Regions from separate parts of the Anser cygnoides genome. Here regions 1 and 2 are each linked to region 3. The links are chromatin contacts, called in public Hi-C maps. All regions are on one chromosome and are shown on one strand. Each heading gives the region's core, a stretch centred on a gene start, on an enhancer-like site or on the middle of the called end of the contact. The rest is flanking DNA. Distances are from core to core; before and after follow the strand shown. Region 1 overlaps CPQ (carboxypeptidase Q). Region 2 overlaps CPQ (carboxypeptidase Q). Region 3 has its middle 37 kb from the start of MTDH.

Evidence for each region. A called contact is a pair of places that touch in the nucleus more often than the background predicts.
Region 1: a contact with region 3 is called in a Hi-C map of liver, with 20 times the contacts expected there. The contact joins two enhancer-like sites. A contact is called at or near these places in 2 of 7 Hi-C or Micro-C datasets (both in liver).
Region 2: a Hi-C map of liver shows a contact between it and region 3, with 17 times the contacts expected there. The contact joins two enhancer-like sites. A contact is called at or near these places in 2 of 7 Hi-C or Micro-C datasets (both in liver).

Annotation. Positions count from the first base shown.
Region 1 is chr2:140,008,610-140,012,974 of Taihu_goose_T2T_genome, reverse strand. All of the region lies in intron 4 of CPQ (carboxypeptidase Q), which reads right to left. Among named protein-coding and RNA genes, the nearest start is that of CPQ, 92 kb to the right of the region's middle. Within about 2 kb of position 2,229, at least 1 of the 3 cell types and tissues checked has open chromatin away from gene starts, as enhancers often do. A contact at or near this core is called in liver, where this site is marked.
Region 2 is chr2:140,034,759-140,039,336 of Taihu_goose_T2T_genome, reverse strand. All of the region lies in intron 6 of CPQ (carboxypeptidase Q), which reads right to left. Among named protein-coding and RNA genes, the nearest start is that of CPQ, 120 kb to the right of the region's middle. Within about 2 kb of position 1,391, at least 1 of the 3 cell types and tissues checked has open chromatin away from gene starts, as enhancers often do. A contact at or near this core is called in liver, where this site is marked.
Region 3 is chr2:140,171,301-140,175,773 of Taihu_goose_T2T_genome, reverse strand. No RefSeq gene overlaps it. Among named protein-coding and RNA genes, the nearest start is that of MTDH, 37 kb to the left of the region's middle. Within about 2 kb of position 1,268, at least 1 of the 3 cell types and tissues checked has open chromatin away from gene starts, as enhancers often do. A contact at or near this core is called in liver, where this site is marked.

The DNA of each region.
Region 1 (4,365 bases), core at 980-3,479, 160 kb after region 3:
GATGGTGAAAAACACTTACTCCTCCTGCTACCTTCTGTTCCCCGAAGAATTAAGGGATGACAATCTCCTGGCTTTTCATCCTAGCTTTCATTTATCACAGGACAACTACTATAGCACAGATAATGAGAACAATTTTTCCTGTTACCAGCCCCGGAGGGTGAGAGCGTATGCTGCTAAGTGCGCAGCTAACATTGCAAGGAACTAACTAACTACTTTCCTCCTCGCATGAGAGATATCTTAGTAAGTTTTCACTGGTTATTAAAAATAATGCACAAACAGATCATGGACTGCAGCAAGACAAAAATGTGCTCATCAAATCATGGCATTTTTTCATCCAACTAAATGCAATCTCAGGTAAAACAGCTAAAACTCCTCTTTGTATTTAATAAGGGCCTTGATAAATTACAGTCATATCTACTGTATTGCCACGGCTCCAATCAGAATGCACCACAACCCTTTATATTTAGAAAATGCATCATGAAATGTTTATAAATGTGTGTATGATAAAAAACAGAACTGTGATGCTTTAGAAGCTGGAAAACATTGTGATCAAAATCTGAGAGTGACTTACTCTTTCCTTCTCAGATGCTTCAACTCTCTTTTGTGCTTATCCAGCCTTGCCTAAACATGTTTTTGCTTTGCAGCCCACCACGATTTTCTTGGTAGTAGACAGACAGGTTGCAGCCTTTATTCCAAAACCTCTGCTCCTGCAAACATGCTTGAATTTCAACTGCAGGATCCTCTGCAAAAGCTTCAGATTTACTCAGGAGGTATTCCTCCAGTGTAGTGCCATGATCCTCCCCAGACCGCAAGTGAAAGCCTGCAAACAGCAGGACTTTCAGGCACACTTCACTGCAGAAGTTTTTACTCTGTAGCCAGCCACTGCCACAATAGCAACATAGCTTCAAACCAGATAATCTAAAAAAAGCCATGCCAGCTTTTAAGGTAGAAACCTTTCTGAAATGAAAGCAAAACAGCTATGCTTACTATGTTACTCATTGGTCTTTTTGTTTTCTTATACAGGAGGACTGAGAGCACACACACACACACACACACTAGCACTGGTATGAACCATGCTTCGAGAGCTTGTGACACCTGCAGCCCCACTGCAACACATGCATGGAGGACAGATCTCAAAGAACGCTGCATTCTGCAGCCAACTGCTGCAGACTCTGTTGTCCTCTGAAAAGAAAGAAAGAGAGAGAAAAGAGAAGAGAAGAGAAGAGAAGAGAAGAGAAGAGAAGAGAAGAGAAGAGAAGAGAAGAGAAGAGAAGAGAAGAGAAGAGAAGAGAAGAGAAGAGAAGAGAAGAGAAGAGAAGAGAAGAGAAGAGAAGAGAAGAGAAGAGAAGAGAAGAAAAGAAAAGAAGAGAAAAGAAAAGAAAAGAAAAGAAAAGAAAAGAAAAGAAAAGAAAAGAAAAGAAAAGAAAAGAAAAGAAAAGAAAAGAAAAGAAAAGAGAAAAGAAAAGAAAAGAAAAGAAAAGAGAAAAGAAAAGAAAAGAAAAGAAAAGAAAAGAAAAGAAAAGAAAAGAAAAGAAAAGAAAAGAAAAGAAAAGAAAAGAAAAGAAAAAAGAAAAGAAAAGAAAAGAAAAGAAAAGAAAAGAAAAGAAAAGAAAAGAAAAGAAAAGAAAAGAAAAGAAAAGAAAAGAAAAGAAAAGAAAAGAAAAGAAAAGAAAAGAAAGAAAAGAAAAGAAAAGAAAAAGGAGAAGAGAAGGTTTTGAGTGAAAGGATAATTGCAGTATAAAAGATGTCTATTCCACAACTTAAACATTGCCATGTGGTTTGTTTACTTAGAGCAAAAATTGGTTTTAGAAAGATAACTATTCACTCTCCTGGGAAATGCAACTTGAAGCTGAAGTGAACTATTTACATCAAGTTTATAAACTCATTGAGAACCAAGTTTACAATAGAAACAATGCCTTGACTTTAGCAGTGAAAGAAGACGGCACTAATGCTGTTCCCTGGCAACAACCTCAACATGAGTGTCTGATAGGGAACTACTCCTTATTTCTGTGAACAACACATATTGCAACAGCAGGAAATTTTGAATCAGAAGAAGGTGGTGTAATCCTGTTTGGGATTACAGACTCCAATCACAAAGCATCTTTACCAGCTCCAGAACATTACACCAAAACAGATCAAGGTTCAAGTAGATTGAGAAAGTTAGATAATTTTACGGGTGAACTTTTACTTAAAGTGACTTAAATGGACGCCAAGAGCAATTACATAAATACAACCAATGTACTTCTGTGTGAAAGCTTTTGCTGAACTGTTGTTTTTTTAACGATCATGTTTCTGCAGCACCTACTAAAATGAAAGTTTCAGTGATCTGGCTGATAGCTAGCCATAGACATTCTTAAAATAAGACACTATCACAAAACAACAAAAACACTAACACTGTGTTTATCTTGGTCTTTAGGGAGATAAAATATATTTGGGACAATGAATGGAAATATTCATGAAATTCATGCTAAACCACCATATTATTTAAGACAATATTATAATTGTATGTACATGTGGGATAGCAAGAAGGGCAGTTTCAGTGAACAAGGAAATATGATTGTTATATTTTTAACATTGCTTTCAAATCTGTTACGTGGCTCTCACCTCCAAATCTGCACACAGGCTAATGACTTACATTTGCACAAAACACCCATATAAAATGTCAGCACATGCCAACAGAATGTAATCACTGCAAAGCAATTTAAGGAAGTATATGTAAGTATAAGTATTTGTTCTAAATATACAGAGAAACCACAAGCATTTGTATAAGACAGCAAAAATACAGCAAAACACATTTGACAAATGGACCAAAAACACATTAAGATAAGATAGCTTACGTGCCACATGACAACTTCAGATTTGGCATTCCTGCAGTGACACAGCTAGAAAAATAAGACCATAGACACAGTCCTGATACGATGCAATAGGAGAAGTGAAACTTCAGGTAACATTTCAAATAGAAGATGAATTATTCTATTTTCATCTGCACTAACATTATGATGATGATTGGTTGCTTTTAAGTCATGCCCAGCATTTCAATCAAGCATATTAAAATGTTTTAAAATTTAAATTATTTTTTATATATTTATAAAACTATGTATTTTTGTATTTTATGTTTTAAAAATAAGATCAGAAAGAGGAACCACCCCTTCACACACTTCTGCACATGTCACAGGGTTATCCTTTTAAGCATGATGGTTTTTGCCACTAAAATTAATCTTCCATTCCATATGTATTCACACATGCTTATTCAATTTGTCACATAATGACTCCATAAAATGTAGATGAACTAAGTTCTGCTTGGTTAGAGGGTGTTTTAGGAAAAGTCCATTTCACTTCTAGTTAAGTCTCCGTACACTCACTTGCTCCTCTACAGGTACGAAGCAAAGGCTTCTTTCTATGCAACATTAGAGATGATAAATGATAAATGTTAGGAAACATTTTCAGTCATGGAATCCAATCTAGAATAATATTTGCATCAAGTTGTAAAAGCCAGCATTCAATGTTATTTCATGCCACTCAGGTAGATAGATGGTAATGGAAGAGTAATGAAGCCATCATTCATCTTTGCCCTTCATGGGTGAAGAAGACTTCATGGAGAGAGGTTAATGTCCTAGGACCTTTAATAAAGTAGGACCTTTATCAAACATCTTTAGCCAAGACACATTCAAACTCCAACTGCCTGTATGCCTGAAGTTCAAACTAAAACAGTGAAGCAGTCTAGACTGTAACTTAAGTTCTTTTCAACTGCTTGTCTACTTTTTCAGCCAACTATGGCCACCATTTAGTTGTTTGCTCAGGCAGTCTATGGTGTTCCAACCCAGTTGATGAATTACCTGGAAACTCATGAGAAGCATTTTTATTAATTTTTTTTGTGGTTCTTTCTTCTTCAGTTTGCTTCTAAATAGGACCATCATTAGCTCTGTGTAGCACAATAAGGTCTTACACTATTTGACTGGATATTTTATCGGCAGGAATCACCTCCTTTCAGTGCATGGGGTATTTGTACAATACATAACCTACACATATGAACACCACATATAGTTGATCCATATTTGGACTAAAATTAATGGAAGGCAGAAATCAGTTAACAATTAGTATTCTAAATTCAATCCAATCCAAAAATTGCCTATAAATTCTCTCCTTCCCCAGACATTTGTTACTCTTCACACATACAAACATTCTCTCACTTCACTATTTTCTGTTTTCCCCAGACTAAAACAAAATTTCTGACACTAAGTAAACCACGACTTAAAAATGCTTAATCCCAACTTCTCAGACAGAGGAATCCACTATGTAATATAGTCCTGTGCTCCTAAGTATAGTGAGTACATCTTGAGTAATCTGCCCATTTGGGCAGTATAA
Region 2 (4,578 bases), core at 142-2,641, 140 kb after region 3:
TAGCTACTCATTCCCTCAAAATCCCCATAATTCTTACCAGATGTTAAAACTAGACTCCAACATCTCATGACTAACCTGAGTCACTGATGGCAATTCCTCCTACCCAGCTAAAGCAGTGAGATATCTGTAAGGATAAGGGAGGGAACAGCTATCTAAAAGCCTTTGGTAATTTGGGGCTATTTAAAACAGAGTGTTATAACTTGTCCCCATTGCTGGTTTTATTTTTAATTCCACTGAGAAAAATCATCACTTTACAGAAAAAATCCTGAAGTCTTCAATGGCAGAGCACTGTCCTTGACTAATGGTTAATTTGTTCCAGTAATAAGAGACATCAGTTAATCTGACAGTGCATTTTCAGCTTTCTGTTATTGATTTACACCTTAGGAAACACCAACACATGTATTCCAGTATTTGACTCACAGCAGTTTGAAGCCAAATATAGCAAGGCAACGACCATGATGTAAAACTTATGGTGCAACGACAGCCGTCCCGCTTGCATTACTTAGAAGTGTGTTTAAATCGACACCCAAGTTTGTTAGGCTGACAACTTGGACAATGAGAAAGTCAAGAGAAAACACTGTAAACACCTAAGTGGATGTGACAGCTGGAAAAGAAGAAAAAAAAAAAAACAACAGATAATATTCGTAAGGATTTAATAACATAAACATGGTGTAGTGCATTTTTGAGTTGCTGTTTAGGATCAAGATTGTTTAATGAAGCCAACAGCATAAATAAAAATACAGGAAAAAGCAGACCAGCTGTTAGGGAGCAGAGATGCGCCAGCATCCACACGTAATAAACACAGCTATGAGCACAATCATACAGCTCAGACCCTTTTTGAATGAGGACAGGGAAAATCGGGAACACTGAGAGTTAGAAATCTTTGTAAATCACCATGTCTTTCTATGGGAGAAAGCTGCTGTAAGGATGAAGATTAGCACCACTTTTGATAGATGATAAGGTACGAACATGACCCATGCTTTTCCTGCCCCACTTTGTGGGAAAGCTGTCCAGAAAAACAGTCCGAGGATTTTATGGGTTGTTCTCTAGTTTTAGAGTTACAGGGCAGTGACCTCTGAGAAGCCAACAACAAAAGCCCCAGTAACTTCAACAGGCTTGGAGCAGCATTTGGTCATGTACTTATTAGCATTTCACTCACTACAAACATGCTACTAGCACGTCTTGCCCTGTACAATACCGCTGCTGTTTCCTCTGCAACCACTTGCCAGCAGTCACAGAGATCACCATTCAGGACTGTGAGTTCCCAGGGATGATATACAAGAAAAAGTAGGCAGCTCTGAAGACAGCAGCACGCCACGCAAGGTACGCACCAGATTACCTGTAGCCTTGTCTTCAGACTTTTTTTTTCTTTGACAAAGAGGCATGTCAAAGAGAAGCGCTCTTCCTGGAAAACATACCATAACTTAAAGCCTTTTACTGTTCAAATACAGGGGTGTCACACACTCCCTGTGACTCTGAATGACTGATCCCTTTTTGAAAAGTTTCAGGTTTTCATTTAAAACAGGCAACACTGCCAGTATCTTGTAATTAAGGGTTGTGGTTTAAATCAAAGATGATTTTTCCTGATGTATGCATTTTCAGCAAGCAAATGACTACTTGTGTAACTTTCAAGAACAGATTGATTAAAATACATCAGCAACACCTTAGAAGTTAGCACAGCATGCAGATCTTTAATGTTTCTTGTTTTTACACAGAATGCTTTTAGGTTCTGATCTAGATAAGAGGTGAAATGTTAAAAAGAAGAGAGGTCACTGAGGAGAAAGTTCATCATGGTGAGCCAACAGGAGGTGACGGTTTTCTGTGTCCTGCACAGCTGCGGGGAGTTTGGATAGAAGGATCCCAGCTTTCCTACAGCACAACGTCCCAAAGTACTGACGACCTGTGGTTGGTCTGGAATATGAAGACAGAGGAACAGCTATCCTCAAAAGAGGTCTCTCTTTAAGAACTCCAGTCAGCCTTGAACAATGACAGAACTGGCAGAAGGGGTTCCTCCAAGGACTGAATGTTCACTTGGAGGAGGAGAAAGGACACCTACATTGCCAGTTTGGCCTTGGAGGCCATTCCCATACATACTGGGGCTAGCTTCACAGATGAAGCTTACAGATAATAAAGACTTAGTAGGCATGTATGTGTGTGTGTATGTATGTGTATATATGATTCTCTCTCTCTACACTGTTTAAAATTAGTTGTTATATACATTTAATTACTGAATTATTGCTCTCATAAGGCCTAAACAATCCTTTGATGAGCAACATCATTTTTAAGGCAAAGCAAGTGACAGTTGTGGAGGCACTGTACTAAGTAAATATTAAAACAAGTCTACGGACTTCATCTGTTGGCTTGCTGTTCATTTTGTGTACCTGATGTAATACAAGGAGCCTAATGTTTCCTTCTGGACAGTACAGGCAGACACCCCACCAATTCTGAAGTTTCAGACGGCAGCTCTGCTACTTCTATGAGGGAAAGAAAAGGGAGAAAACATACAAAGACAGAAGTTTGCTGAACACTGGACATGTACAAAATTTGCTCAGGTGGAACCAAGATCAGGCAGCCAAGAGACACGCTGCCATGACTGATTCTGTGTCCTCCCTGCTTCAGGCAAGGTAAGGAATCAACAATTCTTTGTGTTTTAGCAAAATCTGATTTTCTCTGCAGTTTTCAGTAGCAGCATGACACTTCTATATTAAGAATTATGAAATCCTGCTGACCTAGAACTGGTATAAAATATAATTGTATAATTATATTAGCTTTCCTGTGGTGAATACAATCAAGGATGCTACTGGCTGTTAACTGAAGTTCTGAAGAATACAGTGCAATTATTTTCTCTTGGTGTTTTGTAACTGAACCCTTCTCTTTTTATTCGTTTCTTCCATTTCTCAACTTGGTGATTCACGGCAGAATGTTAAAATAGCGCTATCAGCCCGATCTCCTACATAGAGATCTCCACATTAGGGTATTTGCCTAAATCAAAATGGAGGACAACAAAATGACAGGGAAGTCAAAGAATTCTCAAAATAAGTACTCAAAAAGCAAGGAGGTTTTGTGACCAAGGGCTTGAGGCTTCAGAGACTCTTTTTTCATTTCTATCTTTCTGCGTCCTGTGCAGTTGTGTTTTTCCCTTTGCTGAAATAAACCTGTATCCATAACTAAAACAAATTGTTTTCTGTTCATTTTCTTGTTTCTCTTCTTTAAACCTTTCTTGCTTTTTAGGCATTGTATTGCACAAATCTAAACTAATAGAACATAGAAAAAAATAACATGGTTATTGTTAATTTGCTAAACACATCCCACATTCATCATGAAAGAAGGCATCCAGAAAGACCAGCAGTGAAACTGGACAAGAAATAATTTCCAAATCCTGAAAAGCTTCAATTATTCTTTTGCATCCTGTTTCAATTCAAATCAAAAAGAAAACCATCAGACTTGCCCACAAAGATCAGGTGGCATTAATGAAGTTTATTATGTGTGGTAGCGTCCACAGGAGGCCTCATGTCCAACAACTCATGGTACTATCTCCAGCACAAACACAACATAAAAAGCTAGTCGTAGACCCAAGAGCCTCCCATGTCTTTTGAAGGTAAGACAAGAGATGGAAATAGAGGAGAGAGAGTAAGGGCACATCAGGACAGCAGTGGTCAAAACAAAAAGCACCAGTTTTAACTTCTGATTACAGAGAATATTTCCCGAGAACAGTTAACAGCCAAATGGTCAACACATTTCACTGGGATAAAAGAATCCATATGCAAGTCCTGGATGTGTTTGGTTCAAATCACTCACAAACACATCTCACATTTCACCAGAGTATTTAGTATCTTGGGAAATAATCAGAATGTTGAAATCCATGAGTTTTCTGAAAACTCCGGTTTTGAGGAGCCAATCTGTTCTGGGGAAGAATTGTTTTACCTGAAAGCGACAATAATTTTTTTGGATATTTGCTTCTTGGAGAAAGTAAGTCGTTAGTAAATTACAGGATAAACCTCGTGTGAGCATCAACAAAGAATATTTATATTAGCAAATTGCAGAAAGTCCTGTTTTTATGCCGACCCAGCTTGGGCAAAATAGCAGACCTTCCAGGTAATAAACACAAAAAGGAAACCATAGAAAACACTGATGATGAATATCTTCCATAAGGTCAAACCTTTCCTAAAGTTAAATGTTAATGTTAAAGCAGTATATGGTATGTGCATGAGGAATTTAGTAAGTACTGTAAACATCATTAAGGCAGCAATAAAAACATGCAGACATATTGTAAGAACGCTTTCTCTAATACAGTTTTAAATAAATTTATAACACATTAATGCCTCCAATGATGGTAACAGAGTTACTAAAGCAAATTTGAATTTGGCTTAGTATCTCTTTATCTGCTAATTACAACACGTATTTGCTTTCCTGGGAGATTGTATTCAATACTTCTATTCCAAAATAATTACCTGCTATTCACAGTCCCTTAATTCAACTGGTTAAAACTGGTAACCTTGTGGTCGTGGTACATGTATCTTTGGCAGAGACCAGTCCAAAGCAATGAAGTGAAGCCAGAACAAAGGGCCAACACCAGTC
Region 3 (4,473 bases), core at 19-2,518:
CAGTTCTTTGATACCATCAGATTCTATCAAATCTATCACTGATTTTAAAAGCAAACAAACCCCGGGAGGCGGGGGGTGAGGGGAAGTTTGTTGCTTCTTTCAGTTCAGACTCTTCAAACATCAGCTTCACTATTTAGTCTACAATAATGCTGTTCGACCACAGAAAATAATGTTTAGTTGCCTTCTAGCCAGAGAGAATTTCTTTCATGGCATGCCTTGGATTATGTATCTATGATATAAAGAAATTATTTTTCTTGGCACAAATTTCTTTCATTTTTCCTCAGTATTCCTTTCCAGAAGCACATCTAAGAGACGTCTTATGACTGCCTTGCATACTCTGCAGTCAATGATACCAGAGGGACTACCAATTTTGTTCGTTTCAGATGACTTGCAGGTTTTGTGTTACCCTGGGATTATAGATAGCCTTGAGCCATGGAGTATCCATCAACATCTCTGCCTTGTATAATGAACACTAGCTTCTGTCTTCCCACAGCTCAGCACCTGGCAGTACAGCCTTGTAGAAAACACTCAATTCCACCTCTTTCCTCAGCATATTTCTCGGTACAAGTTAGTGAGGCTGTTTATATACACTTCTTTGCATCCACTGCCTCCAGGGAGATGGGGTATTTTTTTTTTCTATCTTCTTGCTTTCATCACTAGACAAGCGCAATAGTAAAGCAAATATAAGCTGTATTAGGTAGACCTGAGATCGGATTTTAGTTGTAAGCTTGGATACAAAGGTCACATGCAGAAAACAACACAATTTAAATATATCAAATACTATTTACTCGTTATCTTTCACCTAGAATCCTGAGATTTTGATCTGTTTTCACATGTAAGCATTCAGTGTTCAGAGCAATATTTGCTTACCTTTTGAGCTACCCTTGATCTGAAATGTAAACCTTACCTGGGATCCTGTCCATCAGGATGGGGCCATGCCTTCCTAGGAAGCCCTGCCACCTTCTGAATCTTGTTTTCTTTGCTGTCCTCATTCTTGATACTACCAGGAGTCAGGTTTTGGGATTCAGGTATAAATGATGGTTTTATGTGTAGAAACCTGTGGTGATCTCCCTCTTTTCTTGCTTATCCTAGTGGTATTTGAATGTTTTAATGAGATACTGCTGGCTTGTCCTTAAGGCAGACACAAAAACTACTTTGCTTGTTCTGCCCAGAAGATCACAGCCCTTCAGCAGTAGGAGTACACTCACATTAAATATATAAATTATTGGTTATATACACATTCTATAAAACTTCTGGCATGTTACAAGTGTGGACAGCATATGCAAGAAATTATTAATGTAGATATCAAGCTTGGTAATTAGTTACTCTGTATGTATATGTGCATGACTCCAAGACTGTGTACACTTGTTATTGAATTTGTACAACTTGGGTTTCTTTAACTTCAGTCTAGGGAAACTTTGAGTAATAGTCGTTTACTTTATTCTCATCTCCACATTGACCATATCAGATGACAATAATTCAGAAATGGTTATGTGAAGTAGCTGGTGTGTATCAGTTACTAACAGAGTGTGGGCTGGTATTCAGTGTGCAAGTACACCAGGTTTGGATGGGAGAGTCACTAGACGACAGATTTTGAATGAGTCATAAGAGCATGGATTTATTTTCCTGAGCTTAGTTGTGCATCCTTTGTCTTTGACTTGCAGTGTGAGTTGGAGATCTCTGTAACAGTTGTCACAGCTCCTTATCCCGTGAAGAACCGAAGAGCAGGCACAGGTCCCAAACAACCACAATGCCAATCGCCTTGATATACCTACTGGAGGGGCTGAGAAAAATGTCAGCCACAACTAACCATTACATCTCATTCAGGAAAGAAAGGAAAGATGATTATACCTACATACTTACGAAAAACTGGACATATAATCATTATAGTCTTGACTGTATAGACACAAACTGTCTGTCAGAGGGGATAATTTCACCTCTGCTGCAGTATGTAACTTATCATCCCATAGGTACTACAGATATTCCTCTTCCCATCTATCCTTTCTGGACAGTTTGTTTGCTTGTTTGTTTATTTATTATTTTTTATTTTTGTCCCACTGTTCTAAAGCTATTTGAATATAATTAGTTATACCTATTTTCTATAATATGACCTTAAGTTCATTCCAATTTGTTACTATGGCAGTGACCGGAAGTCAAGAAGAACTTTTCTACAATTCTAGAGAAAAAAATGAACAAATAAACAAAACAAAACAAAAAACAAAAAACAAACAAACAAAAAAAAACCCCTGTATTTATTTCAGCAGTGCAACATTCTGCTTTTCATCTGCTAGTTCTTCTGCTACATCTTTAAACTCTTTAATTGCTCCTTGAATTTCAGGCTCTGTGGACTGTGATTCAGAAACACTGTTCTTGATGTCAGCTTCTGGGAAGCTGACAAGTGTGTCTTTTCCCATTTTATTGTGTATTGGCTGCTCACTCAGAGTCAGTGTCAGTCTTGGAAATGAAAGATTCTTCATGGCTCTTGGGTGAAGAGATTTTAATATTGGAAGAACCTCTTGAGAAGTACTTGTTTCTTTAATATATAGATTTTTCTAGGCTGCTTGTTTATTCTCTATGGTTTTCTCCTTTATTTTTTCAAGTAAGGGCTGATGAAGACAGTCTTCAAAGAAAATAATGTGTTCTCTGTTGTACTCAATTTCTCTCCACATCCTCAGAACAGTAACGTTTTATTCCCAATTGAACTGAATTGGATACAAGCAGTTTAGACAAAGGAAGGTTTTTTGTTTTATGTGTTTAAGTGGAAGAAGACAAACAGCAACTTTCACAGGCTGTTTAAAGAGCTTTCTTCTTTCCTGGCACTTCTTTCTTTCTACTTTTCCCTCATGTATTTTTCCTCAAGAGATGTATATTTTTTTACTTAACTCTGCTATCCCTTCACTCTATTTTTGTTTCCATTGGGATAAAAGGAAAGGTTACAGAATGGATAAATAATTTGCTAAAACATAGGAGATGGAAGGGAGCAATAAACGTCCAGCTCTTAAGATAAAGGGAAGTCATCAATAGAAAGGTCTGTACTTGAATCTCTGCTGTTTAACTTTTTCACAAGTAATTTGGACAGGTGGTGAGCAGCAAGGTTACAAAGCTTGCTGGTAATGCACAGTTATTTAGGACAGTACAGATGAGCACAGCCAGGCGAGCTGCAGAAAGGCCTACAACCTAAGGAAACTGGACAATAAAATGTCAGATAAAACTCAACATGCATACAATGTAATGTGATTTACATGCGGAAGAAAATAATTCTAGTTTCATGCAAGGGCTCTGAACTAACCATCACTTTTCATGAGCAGCTACATTTTGGTGTTATTATTGACAGTTCCATGAAAACATCAGTCAGTGCTTTATGGTACTTAAGGAAACACAAATCAAACATTCATGTTCAAAGAAAGAATATAAGGAACTAGAATGGGTAAGAAGAAGGCAAAAGAAATAATCAAAGCTATGGAAAACTCCTGTAAAAGCAACAGTTGAATTAGCTGAAAGTTCAACGTGAAGAAATGACAGCTTACAGGGCAGATATATTTAGGGTCTACAGAATCATCACAGGGAAATGTGTAATTTTACTGTCCACCGTCTCTTCACATGCTAGAAGTAAGGCTCAAAAAATCCAGCTTATGGGAGCCAGGGTCCGAGCAAAAAATAGGACCTGGTTATTCGTACAGCAAGTAGAAGTAGATCTGTGGAACTCCTTGCTAAGTAATATTGTGGATGCAAGAAATCTCCATACAATAAAGGGAAGACTTGACAAATATTTTAAAGGTATAGAGACTATCTGGGTGTTTCTAACTACAAAATTAAAGGAAATCTCATGAGCTGATTTTTTTTTTTTTTTTTTTACCAGTAAGGAAAGTATTTATGGGAAGGTGTATGTTTTTGCCCTGCTCTTAACCTTAGCAAAACATTTGCTTAAGAATTGTTTCTGTTACTTTTTCCTTTTAAAGATAAGCCTCAGCCTGTCCCTAACAAAATATGGATTATTCTTCAGAATGGAGGGGTGAGAGAAAAAGAGAGCTGGGAAAAAAATATTCTAAGAATGAATAATGAATGAAAAAGGGGAGGGGAGCAGTGTTTCATGAGTTTTAAAGGGTCAAAAACATAGAAGGTCATACACCAAACAGAGTACTCCTGAGAATGCCAGCTGTTCCAAGAATGTGACCAAGAAGCTCTATCCAGCAATGCAACAGGATGAGGACAAATTTCCAACTACTTCACCAGGATCTCCAGTGAACCCTCTGTGAAGGAACAGCTTGGCCAGTCCCAAAGGGAAGGTAACAGAGTATGTGATACAGTGAGGTCTTGCTGTATTGGATGGTGTATTGGGTTTATGTGGCAAGGTTTTGGCAGCAGGGTGCTGCATGGGTGGCCTCTGTGAGAAGAATCCAGAAATTAGGGCCAGTTTCAGCCAGCTCCAAAGGGACCTGCCACTGCCCAAAGCGGAGCCAATAAGCCATGTTT